Linked DNA regions of Mus musculus: region 1 is linked to region 2. Evidence: chromatin contacts called from public Hi-C data. All regions are on one chromosome and are shown on one strand. Each heading gives the region's core, a stretch centred on a gene start, on an enhancer-like site or on the middle of the called end of the contact. The rest is flanking DNA. Distances are from core to core; before and after follow the strand shown. Region 1 has its middle 24 kb from the start of Ptgr2. Region 2 holds the start of Mideas (mitotic deacetylase associated SANT domain protein).

Region 1 (3,550 bases), core at 639-3,138, 42 kb before region 2:
GAGGGGTTATGTTGTGATTGTTGTTGTTAAAGGTGGTGTGTGTGTGTGTGTGTGTTTGTGTGTGTGTGTGTTACTAATGAAGCTTATTGGCAGTTCTTAGGATGTGGTCACAGAGGGAGATAGAAAAGATTACCAGGCCCAAGACACCTGTAATATTGCTCACAGGGTTTAAAACAAAATGGTGCTCAGTCTTGGTTTCCCCCAGGTAATACCAACCCAGAAGGGAACCTCCAACGTGGACTTGGTAAGATCACAGAATCTTTCCAATTCCAAGGTGTGAAACACCAGGAACATCTGGTTTAAGAACTGTACCAGATGCTGCCAGAGTGTGGCTAAGAAGCAGCAGCCCAAAGATACAGACAACGGAGCCTGACTGTGGACAGACAATCCTATTCTCTGAGGTTCAGAGAACAATTGTCTTCATCCACCTCCAGTGGAAGTTTATTTCCCAGAACACACCCACCACCTGCCACACACACACTGACACACTCATACACACACATGCTCACACACACACACTCACTCACATACACCCCCTTACACATAAACACACAAGCACACGCCCACACACACACATTCACAATACTCACACACACTCATGCACATATACTCTTACACACTCACACAAGCATGTGCACACACGTAAGAAAAAGGTTTGCCTACAGGGAAAGTACTGAGTGATGTTGGAAGGCAGAAGAGAAGCAACAGCTGGGATGCTCTTCTGGCCTCACATTTGCTGCTGGCCTGGTGTCTCTCTCTCTCTCTCCCTCTCTCTCTCTCTCTCCCTCCCCCCCCTCTCTCTCTCTCTCACACACACACACACACATACATGCATGCACACACGCACGCACATATGCACACTCCATCCCTTCGTATGACCAGCTACTGGCTCTGCATTCCTCCATCTCTCTCTGAGGCTCTTTAGGATACTTTCTAAACAAGTGCTGTACACTCAAGTCTTTATTGCACATGTACAGTACAGGGAGGATTCTCCCACCATGCAGCTGTGGGCCTTAGAGCTACAGCAGGCCTCTTTCAGGTTTGCTAAGAAGTCCCTGAGGGGGTCTCCAAAGTTCTAAGTTTTCAGTTTAATTTTTCTGGTGGTGGGGATGGATCCCAGGTTCTCAAACATTGGAGGCAAGTGCTTTGCCATTGAGTTACACCCCCATTCCTTCAGTAATAATACATCCTGTATAGTCATTCTTGTAGAATAAATGTTTATATATCAGATACTGCTGAGGAAGATAAAGAGAGGCACATGAGTGTGACCCAAATATATCTGAGCCCCATTTCCTTCCTTAAGATCTACGGTATTACATTGTGACCAAAAGCAACACAGAGCTGACTTCCAACAATCTTGCAGATAGTAATGCTTTCCTTCAATATTCAAGTCAACTGGGAAAGAAGTTGTAGAAAGTTCTCTAGCCCCAAAGTTTTACCCGTAAGTCATTTGCTTAAGTCTGTCTTCAGTTCTTCAAAGTCTCTGGTCCCTGGGAGCTCTTCTTACACTGGTGTCCCTGACCCTACCCCCGACTGCTCTGGTTCACTTATGATGGTGTCTCACAAACCATGAGTTACCTTGATAAGTTGGGCAAGAGACAGAATTGGAAATAGGATGTCTTAGCTAACTGAGTTTTACTGCTGTGAACAGACATCATGACCAAGGCAACTCTTATAAGGACAACAGCTAATTGGGGCTGGCTTACAGATTCAGGGGGTCAGTCCATTATGATCAAGGTGGGAGCATGGCAGCATCCAGGCAGGCATGATTCAAGAGAAGCTGAGAGTTCTATATCTTCATCTGAAGGCTGCTACCAGAACACTGGCTTCCAGGCAGCTAGGATGAGGAGCTTAAAGCCCACACCTACAGTGACACACCTACTCCCACAGGGCCACACCCTCTAGTAGTGCCACTCCCTGGGCAGAACATATTGCAAACCATCACACAGAGAGACTGACTAATTGTGTTTCAAAAGTGCCCCCCCCCCCCCATCACAGGTGAAAATGAACTAAACAGACTGCAAATTTAGCATCTGTGTCTAAATCTGGTGTCTGCCCTGGGAGAAATGGAGATTAACAGGACTGCAGTTCAGTTTCCTTCCTTTCGCCAGCAGCCAGTCCCACACGCAGGGATGCATTTCACAGAGGGTTGCTAAAGGCCTTCCAGCCCATTAGAACATTCTTTCTGTTGATTTCTCAAGCAGTGTGACTGTCCCCTGGAGAGACGTGAACTTCTCCATCTGCCCTGGCACGACTGCACACACGGGCTCTCATGGAGTGTCCATTATTGTTGTCCAGACTTAAGATCTAATGTAGGAAAAACAGGGCCTCTCAAGCTGGCTGACCTCTGACCCCTTGCCCATTTTACTCTTTCTGACATCAATGTATGAAGTAAAAGTTTCTACGGTTGACCGAGTGCCAGAGCTCCATCTCCATCTCTGCTGATGGAAGAGAAGAGGAGGGAAGTTAAATCAGGCCGTGGGCGCAAGCTCTGTGCTTCCTGTGATAGCCTTGTCTGTTTGGGGCTCAGAAAATGGACCCTAAGTCTGGTACTTTGACATATTAAAAAAAAAAAAAAGAAACTTAGAACTTAGGACTGGGATGTAGCTCGGTGGTAGAGCACATCCTAATATGTGCCTGGCCCCTGCTTATTCTCTCTCTCTCTCTCTCTCTCTCTCTCTCTCTCTCTCTCTCTCTGTCTCTGCCTCTGTCTCTGTCTCTCAAAATAAAAATGTTTTAAGGTTAAAAATAGGCAGGCTTGTCTGGCTTCAGTGGAAGAGGATGTGCCTAGTCCTGCAGTGACTTGATGTGTCGTGTGTGTGTGTGTGTGTGTGTGTGTGTGTGTGTGTCTGTGTGTGTGTGACATGGGAGACTGCCTGCCCCTTCTTAGAGGAGAAAAGGAGTGAATGAGAGGAGAATCTGTGTAAGGGGGTACTAAGAGGAGAAGGGAGGCTGATATTGGGAGGTAAGGTGAATAAATAAATATATAAATAAATAATGCCTTAAAGGTTCCTGGGAGGGGGGAGAGAAGGCAGTCATGATGACGTAGACCTTTAATCCTAGCACTCAGGAGACAGATTAGATCTCTGTGAGTTTATAGCCAGCCTGCTCTAAGTAGCAAGTTCTAGACTATCCAGGGCTACATAGTAACCCTCTCTGTACTAAATAAATAAATAAATAAATAAATAAATAAATAAATAAATAACCCTCTCTGTGGAAATGGCTGACTTTTCTCTCCTTCCTGACTGGGTCAAGTGTGCAGGCGTTCTGTGTGACGGATTATTTCCTCTCAAACTATAAATTGAAATAAGCCCTCTTCCCTTTGAGTTGATTTCTGCTGTGTGTTTGGTCACGGCAACAACAAAGGGCCTGACTTGGGAAATTGGTGCTGAGAGGGAACCGGGGGCCAGTTACTGTGCTGAGACTTACTGTGTGATACCCAGGCCTCTGGACATGTTTTGCTGGAGGAATCCAGAAATGGTTCTACAGTGCTCTAAGCAGAGCTGAACAACCCATCCTGGAAAGTTTGGAAGACCAGACTGTGGGGAGA
Region 2 (3,422 bases), core at 22-2,521:
GGGTGAGCCTGTGGCTTCTCTTGAGGTATTAAGCAGACTTGGGGTGAGGGTATCCCCACATGTTGTTTTCCATTAATCTTACATCACCTTTGACACAAAACCTGTACTCAAGCAGAGGGCTTTCTGGGCTTCAATGAGGAGATGGGAGGTCTGGGAGATATTATCAGGCCAATGTGTTAGTAGGAGTAGTTTGGAAGTGGGAAAGGGAAAATTTTGTCCAGCTTAAGTGGACGTCTCTGAATGGCCTTTTATGGGTCCCTGTTTTCCAGAGCAAGCTTCTGCCTCACTAAACGTTTCTGTTAGGAAAACCTTGCCCTGCAGTTTTGGCTGTCTCCTCCCCCCCCCCCCCCCCCCCCCACACACACACACAGCAAAGGCTAGCCTAGTCCTCTCTCCAACCTAAGGGAATTAGGAGTCTTTCTTTGGGCACTGCTGTGTAACTGCTTTCTTACTGGTCGCCAGAGGCTCAAAAGGCAGCTCTCTGTTGATGTTAGTTTTAATACGCCGAGAAAATTTATTTTGGGCAGTGATAAACTTCAAAATTACTATTGCCTGAAGCTCCTGCGTCCAGGATCCACCTTGTAAAATCACTTCTGGCTAATGATGACACCCGAACGCACCAGGCTCCAGAGATTCTGAGACTTGAGTGCACAAGGAAGAGGTGGGGATCTGAGAAGAAAGGGAACAGAACGACTATTTCCCAGACCCGACGTGGGTGATGACATAGTTCCTGAAATACAATGCATGGTAACATCGTGTACAAGTGCCACCCGGGGAAAGCCACTGACAACTGTGCAGACCTGTAAGGGACATGAGGACGGGAGATTGGAGTTTGGCCTAGCATTATTCAGGGAAATAGTACACTGCTTTCACACATGTCCTCTCTAGTCCAAATAACAAATGAAATGAAAACCTTTATTATCTCTCCCCTCTCTCCCGACTGTATGTGTGCGCGCGCGTGCGTGGGAGGAGGAATGTAGGTGGGGGACTTTTTCCCCTAGGGTCCCTTGAACTCAGCCCCTAGGCTCCAACGCCACCTTTTAGACTCAAGGGAGAGCAGGAAGTCTCCGATCGCACTTTCCCCAAGAGCAGAGTGAGGGTAGGGACGAAGCTTCCACAGCCGCTGCAGCACCGGGAACCGAGGGTCTGGCTGGGGGCCGCGCGGAGGCGCGCGGAGCCGGGGCGCGGGCGGGGCAGGAGGCTGCAGAGCCCTGCGCGCCGCCGCGCGAGCTGCTGGGTCACAGCCGGGACCGCGCCGCCTGCTCGGCGAGGAAGTGACGACTGCGCCGTCCCGAGAGCAACAAAGTTTGAGTCTGCTGGTCGCGCTCGAATTGCGTCCCGCGCCCCCTCGGAGCTGCCCAGGGATCCAGCGTGCAGGTGAGTCGCGGGAGCCTGGTGGCCTTCCCGCCGTGGGGGGCGCCGACGTGGAGCTCGGGGCGGGAGGGGGGATCCGGAATTCGTTGGGGTTCGGCGGCGCGGGCCGGGTCGTGGGACGCTGGGAGTGGGGGTGCAGGAGAGGGACAGGGTGGCGGAGATCTCGGCCGGTGTTGCGCCCCTGAGGTGGTTGTTTTGACTCGGGACTTAGACCGGCCTGGCTGCAGCCTAGCCCTCTCAGGGAGCCACCCCTGAGCGCAGCGATGCCGGGAAGGGGCCTCCCCGGACCTGCGACCGGAGCCAGCCCTACACCCCGCGCCCCATCTCTTCGGGTTGCGTGCAGCTGCTTTTCCAGCCCTTCCCGGTGTTTCCCCGGGAAACGTTCCCTTCCTCTACGCCGCCCTCCACCAGGTTTCAGGAAGGAAGTTACAGGAACTTTCCCTCTACTTTTGTTTGCTCGGCCTTGCAGTGACGAAGAGCAGAGCAACTCAGAAGTTTGGGTCAACAGCCCTATCCATTTCCAACCAGCAAAACCCGAGTTGTCCCCCAGGCCTCCTTGAAACGAGCCCCTCCCGACTCTACACTTTTCCTCCCTCCCTCCCAAGCCCCGAACCCAACAGTAAGCTCTCTAAGGCCTAACACTTTGCAATTTAGCCATAAAAACTGTCAGCACACCCACGTACATATGTGAGTGTTTTCTATATAAAACCCAGAAAGCCGCTTCCAGTGGACTCCGTGGCATCTTGTTCTTTTCTGTGTTCTAAAACGGCTAGGGCTGCAGGAGTTTGCCTGGGAACTTTGATGATGGTTCCCCGCCGCCCGCCCTCGGTAGCCTCGTGCTTCTGGGTCTTTAAAGAACAGCTGAGAAGTTTATGACATCTTTGCATAGTTGCAGGGGTCTTGGCGTGGCCCAGCAGCTGGCGCCAGGGCTCCTTGGTTTGTGCCTGAAGCTGTAGCAGCGGCGGGGACAGGGCGATGTGTGCAGGAATGTGTGTACAGGCCGTGGACAGTTGGAGATGGGATGTCTAGAGCTTGAATAGTGCAGTCCCTAGCAGCAGCTTTCTGCCGGTCTGTAATTACTGCGTGATTGCACAGTCAGGCTTTGTTGGCGTGGATGTTTATACACACGCTATTGTGCAAGCTCTTGGTGGTGGTGAACAAAACGCAGATTTGCATTGCAAATGCTTAGGACAGATCTGGGCCTGAACTGCTGTTCTCGAATTCTTCTTACCCTTTAACTTTTGCTGGATGGTTGTTTCCTTGCCTCTCCCTTAACCTCCGACAGCTTGCTGATCTCCTGAGAGTCTGGCTACTCAGGAAAGCAGTCTCTCTTTACTATTTACTACAGAATAAATATCTTAGGCAGCCTGAGCATTGTGCCAAGAACTGTACCTTCACTTGTCCTGAGAAAATGTGGGATGACGTCAGCAGGAAAAGGAGATAGGAGATGACTGTCCAATCCTGTCTTCACGGAAGGGCTGTTTGAATGAGCAGAATTGCAGGATTGGGGCTAGCTATAAAGAGGAGTCACAGGTCATGTATGTCTGAGCTGGCCGGGCAGACTTTGAGCCTTGAAGGATCAGCTGCAGACATTTAGGTGGGTCCTAATTCCTTTATTGTGTTCTGGGCAAAGGGGAAGCATGCTTAGTGGGTAAAGGAAATGTGCCAGGCTCTGAGACTATGTGTCTGTGTGGCCGATGGGTGTGGGGTTGAGGGTGACTCACATGTTTTCTGTAGTGTGGTCCCTACACCTACTTCCCTAGTACTGTCTACAGGGACAGGGGTCTTCATATCTATCCAAATTCTGCCCTGCAGGAAGCAGGCTGTCTTAGCTACTTTTCTAGTGATGTGAAGAGACACCGTAACCAAGGCAACTTATAAATGAAAGCATTTAATTGGGGACTTGCTCACAGTTTCAGAGGGTGAGTCCAGGATCATCATGGCAGGGAGCATGGCAGCAGGCAGGCAGGCATGGCGCTGGAGCAGTAGCTGAGAGCTTAGATATGATCAATCCACAGCAGCAGGTTTGGGGGCGGGGGTGGTGTGGG

What was found. A called contact is a pair of places that touch in the nucleus more often than the background predicts.
Region 1: a Hi-C map of group 2 innate lymphoid cells shows a contact between it and region 2, with 1.7 times the contacts expected there. The contact joins the enhancer-like site here to the promoter of Mideas in region 2. A contact is called at or near these places in 4 of 39 promoter capture datasets (hematopoietic stem and progenitor cells, hippocampal neurons, pre-B cells and 1 more), 7 of 484 Hi-C or Micro-C datasets (ECoMG myeloid progenitors, the G1E-ER4 cell line, bone marrow-derived macrophages and 4 more), 9 of 115 datasets of contacts at active chromatin or transcription factors (the SCID.adh cell line, bone marrow-derived macrophages, embryonic fibroblasts and 4 more) and 2 of 9 other capture datasets (adipose tissue and pancreatic islet).

Annotation. Positions count from the first base shown.
Region 1 is chr12:84,259,244-84,262,793 of GRCm38.p6, reverse strand. No RefSeq gene overlaps it. Among named protein-coding and RNA genes, the nearest start is that of Ptgr2, 24 kb to the left of the region's middle. Within about 2 kb of position 1,888, at least 7 of the 459 cell types and tissues checked have an H3K27ac peak or open chromatin away from gene starts, as enhancers often do. A contact at or near this core is called in group 2 innate lymphoid cells, where this site is marked.
Region 2 is chr12:84,216,730-84,220,151 of GRCm38.p6, reverse strand. Mideas (mitotic deacetylase associated SANT domain protein) reads left to right here and starts at 1,271. Exons shown (of 13, transcript NM_001163501.1): 1 at 1,271-1,377. It overlaps Gm46319 (synapsin-1-like), which reads right to left. Exons shown (of 3, transcript XM_030247050.1): 2 at 1,038-2,002; 3 at 500-669. The coding sequence ends at 588.